Regions from separate parts of the Bombyx mori genome. Here region 2 is linked to region 1. The links are chromatin contacts, called in public Hi-C maps. All regions are on one chromosome and are shown on one strand. The core of a region is the stretch at or near the end of the contact, and the rest is flanking DNA. Distances in the headings are between cores, read along the strand shown.

Region 1 (7,942 bases), core at 2,058-4,557:
CTAACTAAGAGTTTTCTTTCGAATACACAATGACCAGAATACTTTAGAAATACTTCAACAATTCGAAAATTGTTAAGATTAATGCAAAATGAACGTTAAAAACATTGTATCAAGCTACAAATTCTAACAACTAACATTTTCTATTACAGCAACACCAAAATAAAGGTAAGTTTACCATTTGGCCATTTTATAACAAAATTGAATAATATAGTTACTAGCTCTACTTAGCTGCCTTTTAATATAAATTAACTAAGCTGCCTGCCTATCTTTTTAAAAATAATCAAACAATAATTTAATAATCACATCTTCAAACTAGTACAGTCCAATATTAACATTCAGTTCATACAATTTTATATTATTATTACCTTCTTAATCTTGAATTGATTGAATGACAAAATATATAGAGATGAACGTATTTGTTACCATTCAAAGCTAGATCGTCTCAAAGTTGAGACGAAATCTAATTATGCCAGTTTATTGTTATAATGAGTAATAATACCTCACGCCTAACTTGTGCCAGTAAGAAATTATTATTTTTTTAATATATTTTTCGGAATACAATACAAAATATAATTCAGACATTGTGTGATTAATATTTTAACTATAAATAGATACTACAAGAAACTTCAGTGTTTGGACAAACATAAACTTAAGTTTTTTTTTTAAATGTAAAACAATAAATCTAATAACAGTCTTAAATTTAATACAAATATATTAAAAACTAGGTTAATTAATGTGTGCGATTGAAAGTGCATTATATTCGCCTACAATAAGAAAAAAAATCGTACGTAATACAAAAATATAAGAAGTAAATTTGGTGAGTCCAATTTAATAACAATTAAAACTAGGTATAAAAATAATAACTTCTAGTCTATTAAGGGAATTTCGTAATGTCAAAAATAAAAACTTATATTAGATATAATGGACTGAAGCTCTATTTGCCGTGACTGACATTTGTGTGGCCAGACTGGAATATAAATTCCGATTTAGCCAATTTCTTTTCGACAACTACATACATATAGTCACACAGTCATGATATTCAATTACATTTCATAAGACGTTTCAACTATAACTAGCACCTATTTTTATGTTTTAAGATCGAAAAAATATATGTATATATATATATATATATCGACGCTTGAAAGGCAAACATGACTAAGCGACAATAACTGCTTTGTACATAAATGATAGGCAATAACCATATTCGATGCGCAAAAAAAATATATTTCTAGGTCTATTAAAATATCGAGATCTCATCGCGGTGCTGGGGAGGGACCTCTCCTTGCGGGCTGTCATTGCCCGCATGCTAGAGGACGAGAGTTCGTGGGAGGCCATGGCCAGATTTTGCGACCTGGTCATGGTGTTCCGCGAGGCTGAGGAGCGCGAAAGGGAGTGGAATCCCTCTTCGGCTCCTCAGCGAAGAAGGCGGGGTGGGCGACGCGGGCACGATGCTCCCGTTAATCTCCCGTAGAGACTATTGGGTACTGGGTGCGGGGGCGCCCGGTGCTCTGCTGTCGGTTCCGTGGTGAGGCGGCGCAAGGTGGCTCCTATGCGCCACTCACGGTGTCTCCCGAGACGACGTCCTGCGGGATCTTCCCGGGGATTGGATCCCGTCCTATTGTCAGGACGGGTACCGGCGACGGCGAGCCTGCAGCGCGCATTGTGCGGTACCGTAGGTTTCGTGGAGTCGGAGTGGTGGAGCTCGATGGGGTTTAGTCGGTAGTCGGTTTTGCGGGGCGAGTCCTGCGTGGTAGACGCCGGGCAGCGCCTCGCGCGCCTTTCTCAAGGCGTAGTCTCCCGGTAGGAATTGGAAGAAGAGGAGGACTTGGTCTTCCTCTTCTCCCTCTTCTTCTCTGGAGGCGCCGGAGTCCGACATAACCCGGTCTATTACCCCTCTCAACCGGGTATCCGTAAATGGATTCCCCAGCGTTAAAAAAAAAAAAAAAAGGTCTATTAAAATATAATTTCAATCCTACAGCTACTAGCTAGATTCTACTACAGCTAAATTCGTTAAAATAAATTTTGTTTTCAGGTATTTCAACTTTAAATTAGTCTACTGTAAAGTTAACGCATTGTCGCTTAGTCGCGTTTGCCTTTCAAGCGTCGATATGTGTAATATATAATACGTCGGGACTAATATCTTAATAATTCAACAGAATTTAATATTTTGTACCTTTTCCTTTAATAGACGTAATTTTTAATAAAATTTAACTATTTATTTAAATTATTGCTACAAAATATTCGTTTAAAACTTGATACAAGAAAGCGTCAGTCTTTAAATCTGGCTCGTCACTTGTAGAATTTTCATAAAGAAAACTTATTAATTTACGTGATAAATATAAAAATTAACAAAATTGAAGAATATTCAGATAATTTTTGAGGTAGAAAAAGACATGTTCCCAATAAAAGCTTAAACAGTATATACATTCTAATACACAGGAATGTTCGCATAATATTAAATGCTTCGACGTATGCCTATATGCTACGGACGTGATAAACAAATATATATATTTTTTACAACAAACCGAATTTATGAAATTATTGCAATATAATTTACTATCCGTATTATAAATCAGTCCACAGTACAAAAAGGTCTTATTCTTTTGTTCCTTTTTTTTATAAAGTTTTCTTTAATAGCATTTAAAATCAAACTAAATATCGGTAAGATTCGCTTAGAAATCAACAATTTCTATACACCTCAAAATTTTCAAATTTCGAAAACTGGAAATATTTTATTTATTTGTTTCAATAAATTTAATCATAATAGACAACATTGAAAATGTCCAGTATGGCAGATTGCGAATAAATTGAGCGTTGCATTTCTGTTTTAAAAAATTTAAATAAACCAAAGTGAACTAACTATCCGCACATCTTCAAGTCATCCTAATGACAATCCTGATAACATTGTGAACTTAACAACGCCCACACAAACGCTGGTTAATTGAAAGTTAATTTGAGTGTGCGTTTATTATTTAATTCGCGTTACAAATTTATAAAACGGGTATCAAAAACAAGGTTAATAATTAATCAAGACGACAATTATTTCAACGTGATATATCGACCGCAAACTAGCGTACAATAAATCCGAATTAAATAATCGATATTATTGACATCCTATCAAAAAATACCCATGCACATATTGGATGCACAATATACAAAAAAAAATGGAATGACATACAAATGCATCGTGGGACGACACGCATCGGTGTTTACCTTGATGCGGGGTGGTTCGAGCAGTGGGGTCAGGCGGTCACTTTACGAGGCTGGAGAGGGAGCGGGATCTCAGTGTCAGAGTGCGCGAGCGTGCGGCACGAGCACACGCGCGACCGCCGCGACCGACGCCGCGTACTGCGACGTTCGCCGCCTGCAACTGTACCATCACACCGAACTCGTGTCACACTACTGTACGTTCATTATCTCGTGTCTTTCAATGCAGCGCAGACATGATTTTTTTTTTTTAAACAGATTTAGCAAGGTAAAGATAACAGAACGGAGTAATACATACAGTGACGGAATGGTGACCAAGAATGGGTCGTATAGGTGCCGGAAGAACTATGGCACGGTAAACCAATGACATAGTCAGGACGTGGATGAGAAAATCGGGCGTTCGAATATTATGGGATAAAAAAGAGGAGGCAGAGGCGGATTATCCGTAAGGCAAACTAGGCACGTGCCTAGGTGCGTGTAGTTACAAGGGGCGCGCGAGCTCAGAATTTTTAAATAAATAAAGAAAATAACATATCGACGATTAAGAACTAAATGTCCTGGTCTACTAAAGTCTAGGGGGATTGATGATACAACGTCATCGTAATTGCAAAAACAACTAGTTAAAATTTATAGTATTATGATGGCCATTTATGGCCGGTACAGGGGCGCCGATAAAGTGATTGCCTAGGGCGCTCTGGACCTTTAATCCGCCACTGAGAGGAGGCATATGCCCAGCAGTGGGTTTCAAAGGCCCGAAACAATTTTCGTTATTAACGGTGACAGTTTTAGTCTATAAAAGACTGAAATTGAAAACTTGTGAAAGCCGCTTCTATCGCATGAGAACTAGCCGACACGTATTGTTTTTTTTTTACTGCCATCCAAAAGCCCGCTTAATGCTGACTGTTTACCATGACTATGGAGATCAGTAACGCAATACAGGAAAGCCGCTGCCTTCCCTCACACGTCTAATGTTTCCAGCAAGTAGACCCTTGAGATGGCCACCCAATACCGTCCATTACAAAAATTAAAAATACACACAATATATATAACCATCCATTAACTTTAAAAATTAAAAACGTTTAAGTTTAGTAAATTCTATAAAAAAAATAACGTCTGCGTTGCAAAATCAGGCAATACATAGGTGACTGTAGCATTCAGACACGCAATGAAGCAAACTAAATGAATTAAGCACTGTGTAGATATTTGAGAATATGTAGAAAAAAAACAATAATTATCGTTTCTCCAACTTCTACTCATAATTCAGTATATAACATATTGCTAAAATGATAAAGACTGCCGAGCTGGTTCAGCAGTTCATTTACGCAGTCATCAATTAAGTATTTATTTTAACAATAATACATAATTACAACACCGAATGTACATGACACAAATTAATTTTTGAAAATGTCAATAAATAGTAATAAGATTAAAGTAGAATTATTATTTAAAGCTTATTAATATTTATGAATTCAATCGAAAGCTTATTTTAAAACTGATAGTGTTCAATGTAAATCGCGTGTATTTAATTCATACGACATTAAAATATACAAATAGTTTTTGGGTTTGTTGTGTATCAAATTTATAATTGTTAATTAAAATTCTTTGATTCAATTTAGTTAAATTATACTGGTCAGTTTCCGCTATCCAAATAACACATGCATTATTATATTTATAAACGAATATTACTAACGTTACTACAATGACATTTTTATAATTTTACCAGTTTCTTTTAAAACATCGAACATGCTACTAGGCTAGTAACGTAATTAGGTAGAAATAATTATCCTTACTGAAACCATCTCCCTGTGTTCTACACAAGTGATTATTCTAATAACTCAATAATTATAAGTTCGTAAAAAAAATTAAAAATAGAAAATATATACAAGACTCTCTAGTCGTGATTAGTGAATGAGTGGTGAAATCGTGATGACAGACAGACAGACATAGACATACACAAACGATGGACGTGTTTCTATGTAGTATATACATGGATTTTTCCCAATACAGCATGCACGGCACCATACAATCTCATACAACCGATCCGGTGTACACGTGCGAACAAGCTAAGCGAGCCCCACAGCGTAATTAAACCGTTGCGTCAGTCAAAAGCCTCGAAGGCTTTGTCCTCCTATATGAAACCAGGGAAACGTACTTTATCATCAACTAGGACCAAAAAAAAAACAGTTGTCGACATGCTTTTGTTTATTCTTGTTTCAATTTAATCTACGATCAACTACTAAAACATTTAATAGATCGTAGTTTAAATCAGACTACCCTCCCATCGTTTACAAATGCCCTGGTTGAGTTTAATTAAAAAAAGGATCAATTGGAACAAGTCGAGAGAATAAAACCTTCGAGAAGCGGCGGCGAGTCCTTCCGCACCGAAGCGAACAAACAACGGGAACAGTACCGGTGCGCGAGGCTCAAAATAAAAACTCAAGGCAGGCGACAAGCACGTAGAGAGCGAGGCTCTCGTCACGGCGGGCCGCGCACTCGGGGCACGAGCGGGGGCGGATGGCGGGGGCGGGGGCGGGAGCGGACGGCGTACCGACGCGCGGCCTCGGCGTCTCCAGCGAGCCGGCGCCCTGCAGGAACCACTCCGAGCGGGTTTGCATCCGCGCCCGCTGCCGCTCGTGCACCTACGCACCACCCACACACCACCTCCGTCATAACGACGCCCACGACTATACACTTACACTGTACGTAACTCCCCCTTACGACATTGAACCTAATTTTCATTTACACCGAACGCATGTCGCGAATGCTTGTGCCTTTTCAAGTTCAAATTCTAAGCTCAATTTTACTATGGATTTATTCGATATATTATTATATATTTTTGTAATTCAACTAAGACTGTTTCACATTAATACGAAGACAATTACCATTTAAATTGGATTACCTACTTAGATTAAAGTACGTATCCTACAAAATGCAGAAATGTTAACAATGAAGTACCTAACTACCCATTCCATTCCAAATGTCAATGAACTTCTGGATTAATTTTGTTACCAATAAACGGGAAAGTTAGTTTTAATTAGTACTAAACCTCTACCATTTATTAGTCGAATACAAATCATAAGATGTTAATACTTACAAAAGTATTATCACAAGAAAATCCACAACCGTAGAAATTCGAGCCTCATAATAAATATTTATTTACCTATTCTTAATTAATTACGTTAGATATCATATTAAGCATTATTTGAATCTACTGGATGGTGGAACTATTTTGTAAATTTTTTTTTTAATTCATTTTTTTAATTAATGTTTAAATTTGAAAATTTATAATACATGACATTATTAAAAACATGGGTTTCCATCAAAATCCCCTCCCTAACGAAAGCGTAATGGAACATTGATTGCTCTTTAAAAGGTGTGTCTGAATTTTCTAATCACACTAAGCCCATCTAGTGTTGCCATCATATACATGTGCAAATGTACCATCGTCGTAATCATTAATATACTATTACATTAAATTTGTACAGCGTGTTGTAAATGGGAAAACTTCTAAAACTAACAGATCAGCCATAGGTTTACCTAATCGTAGAAGGGGAAAACAGTCACGACTCATGCATGTGTCCAAACATGGATTATCGGGTGAAAATCAATAAAAAACTAGAAACAACCTTCTTTAAATAACTGTTTCTACACGTAAGATAAAGTGATAAATAAAATGTCTTCTATTTCAGCAAATTTAAACGAGATGTCATTTTATAAATTGTCAAAAGATGGCATTGTTCTCAATAATAAAATTAACATGTTTATTAATAATAATAATTTCCCCAATAATTCACGTTAAGAATATTCAGAAACAGTACAGGGGAGACAGACATCTGTAGTCTACAGGTGAGTACGGAGTAAATAGTTCACCATCACTTATAAAATATATCCCTCAGTGAGCGCTAGAATTCAAAGATATATGTTTACACACGATATAAGTTAGATAAGGATACAATATCCTTGTATGCGCATAACAAATATAATACAACAGTCATCAATAAGAACAATAATTAAAGAATCTATAAAACTGAATATATTTTGAAAGTGAAAATACTAATCAATTATATTTCTTCGACAGTTTTTTATTCATTTCTCGTTATTGTCTTAAGCTTTGTGTCACCTTACTGAGTTTGCTAAGTACAAAATAATTGTTTCAAAATAAGATAGGGAAGAAACATCAACAAATTTAAGAAAAAACAGCGCTTACAAAGATATCGACTGAGATAGGGTATAAATTAAGAATAGAATTTCATTAATTCTAATAGATCGATTGAAATTCTTTATGGATAGTCTGGAAAAGAAGGGTTGAAGTAATAGCTGTAATAATTACCTGAGGGAGATATGAGAGGCTCTTTGTGCTCTCCGCGTACTTGTTGATGGCCCGAAGCTCCTCCAGAGTCATGTGAGGACTGGAGTTACTGCATGACGATTGCGATGACGAACTGACTGATATCTGAAAAGAAAATTGAAAATCTTCGCTAATTTTTTTTCCTTCCTAAGCTGAGAGCCTTGAGAGGCTATTTCAGCGTAACCTTAACTATAGTCGGATTTTTAATTAGACGAAGCCAGCTGACAGTAGCTAATGTCACTTTGTGAAATAATGTTGCTATATTTAAAGTAATAGTGATGCGTTCAGTTCTCGTTCAATCACATAAATGAACAATGAGTGTGAAGAGTTAATCATTAATTTCAAACTATAAAAGAATATTATTTATATTTTACAATAAAATTGTAT
Region 2 (7,942 bases), core at 1,793-4,292, 34 kb after region 1:
GTAATTAATAATGATTTAATATTATTATTTTTTTGCAACAATAAATTGTTAATTAAGAATTGTTATTGCACCAATTTAAGCGTGAAGAAGAGTTATTCATATTTATTAATAATAATAAAAAAAAAATATTAACATGCATTTACAAAAGGTGTGTCCTTATCTTCTCACAGTTGGTTCTGTCAACACAAACATTGAATTTTGTTATCACATTCTATCTTCGTACTTAATTTACGCTTTGCTATTTAATATCATGACAGTGTTTGCGCAGTCCTCTAAGATTAGACACCCAAGATTCCTCTATTGTACTGGCGCTAATATAGCAAAAACATATTATTATATTTCGTATTTTCATTTATAATTTAAACACCTACCTGCGAATTTCATCGACCTGCCTTTCCTCCGGCAGCTCAACTGCTGCAAAGAGCTGCATTTCACCATCGCGGCTGAAAACGCCTCCTGGTATCTTCCTAAATAAAAAATTTCCATCTTAAATTTCACTGGGCTTTTCTTTTAAAGATTAGGTTTAGAATTATTTTTTTTAATTTTCAACTCAGTATAAGATATAAATCTATACTAATCTATACTAATAATTATGATAAAGCAGACGAGTTTTTTGTTTGAATGCGCTAATATCAGGAAGTACTGGTCCGATTTGAAAAATTATTTCAGTGTTAGATAGCCCATTTATTGAGGAAGGCTATAGACTATATAACAACAAGGTAAGATCAATACAAGTGGAGCACCAATAAAGAATGTTTCAAAATAGGGGTTTAAATTATAGCTTCCTTAACATTCTATAATGTGTCAAATGGCGTATATAAGATTGCAATGGTGCATTTTAGTTTTTTTAGTGGAAAAATGTTTAGTTTACATCAACACTGACTTTACCACATTCCTGAATCATAGTATGATAATAGTAATGATCTCTTTAGCGATAATATGACATTGGCAAATGCAACTCTTTTTGTATACATAGCAAGTAAAGACGGTTGTTGAAAACTAGCAATATGTAAACTTGTGTATGGTTTTCTATTACCTATGTACGATTTTAGAGATTTAACCTAAAGTTTGACGGCAACACATGTATGTCTTTTTATTGAAAAAGTGGATTAAAGTATTTCATTTAATGCATTATATTAAACTTATTTTTAAAAGAATACTCATTACATCACATAGTCAATCTAATAATGATATAAGACAATCTAGTTAAGAATATTCAGTGTTACACATAATTATTTAAAAATTGTGATTACTTTCTTGTAATTTCATCATTTCAAAATAATATTGAACACTTACTAAAAAAAAAGAAAGCAGTTTATATAATGCTTTACTATATATTTTCTTAAACATAAACATTGATAAATAATGCATCTCTAATTTATACAATGGAGTAATTTTTTAATACCATATTTAAATTTTCAAAGCAGAATGTTTCAAATTAGTTAATTTATTAATTAAATTTTCAACTTCCACTCAAACATTTAGTTTAGAGTTATTGAATGATTTGAAAAAATTTACATTACAAAATCAGCTATTTTGTAAGGCATCACCATGCACCAGTGATTAAAGTCACATTGAAAGCTGGTGCAAAAACTGGACCAAGGTGGTCACGACTCTCAGTATTGAGGAAGCAAAGAAGAAGAAGAAGAATCAAGAGCTCATTTTATTCATTATAAAATATAATAAAATCAGTGTGAACTAATCATTTTCAAAATTTCTCTAGGTGAAAAGTTGTCTGGGAGGGTTATTGGATCTGATGGATCCTTAAGGATGTGTCTAGGGACTCGACAGTGACTGACTCCTGCGTGATCAGGATTCAGTGAGTAATTATCATGACGCATAGCCTTATCAAAGAACTGACCAGGTGTACTATGAAACCATCACACCCAATAAAAAAAACTTAAATAACTTTAGAAATGAGGTCATTTTTGTATTCATATATTCAAGAGGAATCAAGTATTCCATTATTATCATCTCTTTCAAAAGAAGTCTCTCCAAATTTCAGAAATAGGCAAGTGTTTTTTAACTAGCAGAAAACAGATTACATATACCAAGCTGAACTGTTATAATGGAATAACTTTATCATTAAAATTGAAGGCAGTTTTGAAATATTGCAAGTATTTGGCATGTTTTATTCAAGGGACAAAACATATGATATTTGCAACAAGAGTATACAAAAAAAAGAAAAGAAACAATTACCTGAGAAACTTTTTCAAGACACTGGCAATGGTATATACAGAATAATTGTCCACATTGACTAGTCGGCCAGTTTGAAGAAAATGAATTAATTTTTTCATGGCTCCCTGATGACCCGGCGCGCGGAACACATCGCGGCGCAGCGGTGCCTCCTTGTTCAATTTCAATATCAGAACCTAGTGGAGATTCAACACTTTTACCACCGGGAAACAACTCAAATCACAATTAAATACTTTCTTAACATAAAAAAAGCTCTTTAAATGCTTCGTTTATCACAACGAATAACTGCCCATAAGTTTTACTGTAGGGCAGTGACGAATGTATTTAAAATTACCGTCGTAATCTATTGATACTAACGAGCAAGGGACCCGGGATGTCATCCTTGCAGACTTCGAGAAGTGGAACGCCGAATTTGACTTTTTCTAGTCTTCTTGGATAGGGCAGTGAATTCGGGTGGCCACAAGACGTGACTACATTACTCAATGTAGCTGCTCGGCGATGCATTCTCCTTGCCCAGTTGCTCATTTTGTGGAATCACAGAAGTCACTTTTATTGTATTTCATCAATGTAGAGGCGGCATTTTAATAGATGCGCTATTTTAAAAATGAAATAATAATTATTTGACTCAATAACAATTTTAAGCGTTAACAGTTATGCTCGTCGCCTGATAGTAGGGTTTGAAAGTAATCTCTTCCCCTGTAAGTATCACTTTACTCTTTGCCACTTTGGATTTAATAAAATTCTACACCTATCTCAATTTGAAATTCCCAAATCTAATTACATTGAAAATTGAAACAGAGAAAACAATACAGCGGTAGTCTGACAAAGCCAGACTAACGGTGTGACCAATGCATACACGAAAAATCGCCAGAAATCTGACTGCAATTCTATCAAAATTTACTACTGCAGTGCTACAATTAATTCAATGACTCAATGATTAATCATACCAAAAATCACGCTATTCTTTAAATTTTTTGGGTTTGGTTTTTATTACCATACAATATATTTAATTGAAAAATAATTTACTTGCCTTGCCTACGACTTTTAAGCAGTGACCTAATTCTCCATTACAAAAAAAAGCTTTATGCTTATTTTACTGTTACAACATATTTTAAGAAATATAGTATAATATACTATACGAAACCATGCCTGATGCCCATTTTGAATGTGATAACAGATCGAAGACACGTTTTCATTAAAAAGTTAACGATATATTAGAACATAAACTACGCTATTTGAAGTTACTTTTTAAACAACTCAAATATACAATAAATATCATGTCTAATGAATACAATATTGGAATTGTCGAACCGTTTATGTGCATAATCGTTGTTTTAGTTTAGGGATTTACTGTATTTACTTATAAGTTTATACTAAAAAATTATATTTGCAACCGGAGTGAATTGTAAGAGAAATGAAAATGGAATAAATTGGTCAAAATAATATTTAGATGTGGATATCGATGAATATCTAGACTGTATACCTGTTTATTTGTGTATTGTAATAGTGTAGCGTTTATTCTGGCATAAATGTATAATAATTGTAGTTCAGTAACTGAAAATTAAATAAAGACGCTAGATGTGGCTTGTCGGTTTGTTTGTAAATTTTGGTGAAGTGTCGGATATATTTCATCATTTGACAGAGAGGTTACATCTTTTCATCACATGTCACTGAATTTCATCTCACCCCATAACTGATTTCGCAATAATCAACTTAATTAATTTCGTTTTGTTAACTTTTCATATCACAGAAATGACTTCACCTGAAAACACTGAGCAAAAATTGGTTGAGTGTTGTTTCTTTTGCCTATCCATTTTCAAGAACAAAAAAATATCCATGGAACAAATCTTAAGCAAATTAAACACTACTTCTCTTGACTACATACACATGATTTGACTTTTTGGCGGGAATGCGAGGAATGAAGTTGTGTGATTTGTTTTATTTTGTCTATTTAGTGTTTCTTCAGGTTTAAATGTGTAATAATGGTGGTTTATTATGTAACTGTTTAGTATCTGTGAAATTGCCCAAATGTGGGAAAATGAAACAAAGCCGCTGAACGTAACTTCTCGGGATCCTCCAAAAAATCCACTGAAAAAGTCTCAGTAAATGACCACCATTTTACTGAGATTATATTTAATCCCATATCATCTCATCTCATTCCATTTCATTCCGATTTCATTTCATATTATAATTTTTAACATAAAAAAAGTTTTTAGTAAATTAAAATAAGACTTGACCTAAAGAACTTAGTTACCAGGTCATAAAATCCATTAAAAAAAGTGATTTGAAATTTTAAATTAAAATTACGAAGGAATTAGGTAGGTACACATGTACCTATTGCAATTTGTAAATTTGTAAAATAACATTGAATTTGTGTCGGATACCTTTTTATTACTAAAGTGATAAACAAAATGACTGATCGCGACGATGATGATTGGATTGAGAATGAAGAGGTAGTCGTACAGACACCGGCATCAAATGTACCTACACACAATACAAGGGTTTACCGACCAACGGCTAGTCGTGGAAATCGCGGCCGTAATACCGATTACAATTGGAGGTCTCGTGGTACAAACGAAGGCCAAAGTGGACGTTTTGACGATAGACGTTCTGGCTCTCGCCAAGAGGGTAGCAAAAAAGTTATTACCATACCTACCGATAAAGTAGGTAGGGTAATAGGTAAAGGTGGTTCAAAAATACGAGATCTGCAAGATGAATCTAAAGCAAAGATAAAGATAGGCGATTCCAGTGGTAATGAAACGGATGTAACCCTCTTCGGCACTGACGAAGCTATCGGTAAAGCTGAAACCATGGTGAATAACTTAATGGAAGACTACAAACCTGCTCCGAGGAAAGAATATGAAGAAGTGGAAACAAGTAACTCACAAGATTTTTTTAAGAAAAATGATGGTGGTGTCCAAGTAATTGACTGGGATAAACTCAATGCCTTTTATGATGAACAACAAAACAACAGATGGGATAAGCTGCCGCCAATTATCAAAGATTTTTACAATGAAGATCCATTGGTTAAGAATATGTCCAAAGCAGAAGTGGCTCATTGGCGTCAAGTCAATAATGACATACAAGTAAAAAGAACATTTGATGAAAAACCAGGCTTAAAACCCATACCAAATCCTGTTCAAACATTTGAACAAGCCTTTCAGCATTATCCAGAAATTTTAGATGAAATTTACAAGCAGGGATTCAAACAGCCATCACCAATACAATGCCAGGCATGGCCAATACTTCTTCGTGGTGATGATATGATAGGTATTGCACAGACAGGGACTGGTAAAACATTGGCTTTCTTATTACCTGCACTAATCCACATAGAAGGACAAACTATACCTCGAGATCAGAGGGAAGGCCCTACAGTACTCATCATGGCACCTACACGGGAGCTGGCACTTCAAATAGACAAAGAGGTAGCAAAGTATCAGTATAAAGGAATTAAATCAGTATGCTTATATGGTGGAGGTGACCGTAAAGAACAGATTAAAGTTGTTGCCAAGGGAGTTGATATAGTGATAGCTACTCCAGGCAGACTCAATGATTTGGTAATGGCCAGGCATTTGAATATCATAAATTTCTCATATATTGTTTTAGACGAGGCAGATAGGATGTTAGACATGGGTTTTGAGCCTCAAATCAGGAAATCACTATTTGATGTAAGACCTGATCGTCAAACAGTAATGACATCCGCAACATGGCCTACTGGAGTACGGCGCCTTGCTGAATCTTACATGAAAGATCCCATCCAAGTTAATGTTGGATCATTGGATTTAGCAGCAGTGCACACTGTCACACAACAAATTATGTTTGTAGAAGAAGATGACAAAGAAGCAGCTCTGTTTGACTTTTTGTATAATATGGAACCTACTGACAAGGTCATCATATTTTGTGGCAAGAAAGCAGTTGCTACCCACATTACTACTGAATTATGCCTTAAAGGTATACAATGCCAATCTTTACATGGCGATAGGGATCAAAGTGATCGTGAGGCAGCTTTGGAAGACATGCTAGATGGGACAGTCAACATTTTGATTGCCACTGATGTTGCATCTCGAGGAATTGATATAAAAGATTTGACACATGTCGTGAATTTTGATTTTCCAAGGCATATTGAAGAATACGTACACAGGGTGGGGAGAACAGGACGTGCAGGAAAAACAGGAATAGCTCTTTCTTTTGTTTCAAGAAACGATTGGGCTCATGCAGCTGAGCTCATAAAGATACTTGAAGAAGCAAATCAAGAAGTTCCTCAAGAGTTAGAGGAAATGGCGCAAAGATTTCAAGCTATGAAGATTAGAAGAGAGCAAGAGCCTGGTAGGGGGGGAGGACGTGGAGGTGGAAGAGGGGGTAGAGGGAGAGGCAGATGGTAATTAATAAAAGAACCATCGATTCAGTAAGATATGTCTGTAATAATAATGCAAGACTACTTAAATTAATAAAGTACAACTCAAAACTAATTGAACTTTACCAACATAGTATTTGTGTACTTTAAGTTACAACAATCGTTTCACTCTTGACAGAGTGGTTGTGATCGTCATGTAGTGTTGGAGGGGGTAGACATGACACATCTCACAATGTCTCACCATGTATCCCTGCTCGAGGCTTCTTAGGTAACATATCATTGGTAAAGTAATAATATTTCACCATAAGATTTAAGTTTCAGATTGCAATAGCTAAAACAGGATGTTCCCATAAGGTTTTATTTAAATAACAAATCTAGTCTTATAGTAAAAAAAAAGGATCTATTGTACTACCAAAAAACAAAATATTGAACTGTGCAGTAACAACAAAAATATGGTATCTAGTTACTGGCTGCAAATAGATTTAAAGGTACTAAAGAAACCTAGGGCTTTATTAAAAATGTCTCATTTTGTAGTTTTCAGTATTCTTAATAGTATTGAAAAGCTACTTTAATTATATATGTAAGCTAAGATATTTCCAATGTTTGTTTATAAAAAGGTATCATTCAATTATTCAAAACTGTGTCACAATCCTGATTCACTGAAATAATTTTTCTTTCTCTTAGTTGGTATTACTCTTGACAGAGTGGTTGTGGTCATCACTTCCGGCATTAGTGGCAACCTTCACAAAAAAGCAGTCACTCTCTCAAATTCTATAATGTTACTTATTAAGGTTTTTAATTTATTTTGCCCTATAACTTTAAGACATTGTAGTCCATGAACGTGAATAGTCCACAGCACGATTTCCACTCTAGAAACATGATTTGAAAGTTTTCAATATGCCTGAATAATGACTATCTAGGTACCCATGAAACCGAATCGTGTGTCTCAGTTATATCGGGTATAGAAAATATATCTGTATATCAGTCAGTATATATCTGTAAGCAGTCCTAGCTCATGCTAGTTAAATTGTCAAATGTAAGCAACAATAGGTATCATGAAACGGATAAGAGTTCCAATGAAGAAGCAACTATTCTATTTTTCACCAGAATTTCTATTTGCTTGTTTCAAAGAGAACTCGTAAAATGTGCTATGCTATCAATAGCTAGAAGTATCTGCTATGATTGAAACAAAAGGCTAGTGTTTGCGTAAATATTGTATGGCCATATATGTTTATGCTGAGCATCCATTATTGCTTGTAATATGGCATCTAATATTTTTCCTATGTAGTTTAAAGGTATTAATACTAAAACTATTCATAACTATGTTGTTTTAAGAACAACAAGAATTTGACGTTTGTTTATAATCATTGAATTAAGAAAAAGTTAAGGGAT

What was found. Hi-C and Micro-C count contacts between places; a contact is called where the count stands out from the background.
Region 2: a contact with region 1 is called in a Hi-C map of midgut, with 1.6 times the contacts expected there. The contact joins the promoter of LOC101744525 here to the enhancer-like site in region 1. A contact is called at or near these places in 3 of 7 Hi-C or Micro-C datasets (midgut and whole pupa).

Annotation. Positions count from the first base shown.
Region 1 is chr7:8,040,069-8,048,010 of ASM3026992v2, forward strand. LOC101744525 (rho GTPase-activating protein 20) reads right to left here. Exons shown (of 11, transcript XM_012694897.4): 9 at 7,538-7,660; 10 at 5,756-5,846; 11 at 1-3,370. The coding sequence ends at 3,243. Among protein-coding and RNA genes, the nearest start is that of LOC101735528, 27 kb to the left of the region's middle. Within about 2 kb of position 3,308, at least 4 of the 8 cell types and tissues checked have open chromatin away from gene starts, as enhancers often do.
Region 2 is chr7:8,074,585-8,082,526 of ASM3026992v2, forward strand. It overlaps LOC101744525 (rho GTPase-activating protein 20), which reads right to left and starts at 3,043. Exons shown (of 11, transcript XM_012694897.4): 1 at 2,554-3,043; 2 at 2,200-2,372; 3 at 372-467. The coding sequence starts at 2,721. It overlaps LOC101735665 (probable ATP-dependent RNA helicase DDX43), which reads left to right and starts at 4,441. Exons shown (of 1, transcript XM_004931303.5): 1 at 4,441-7,942. The coding sequence starts at 4,608. The coding sequence ends at 6,578.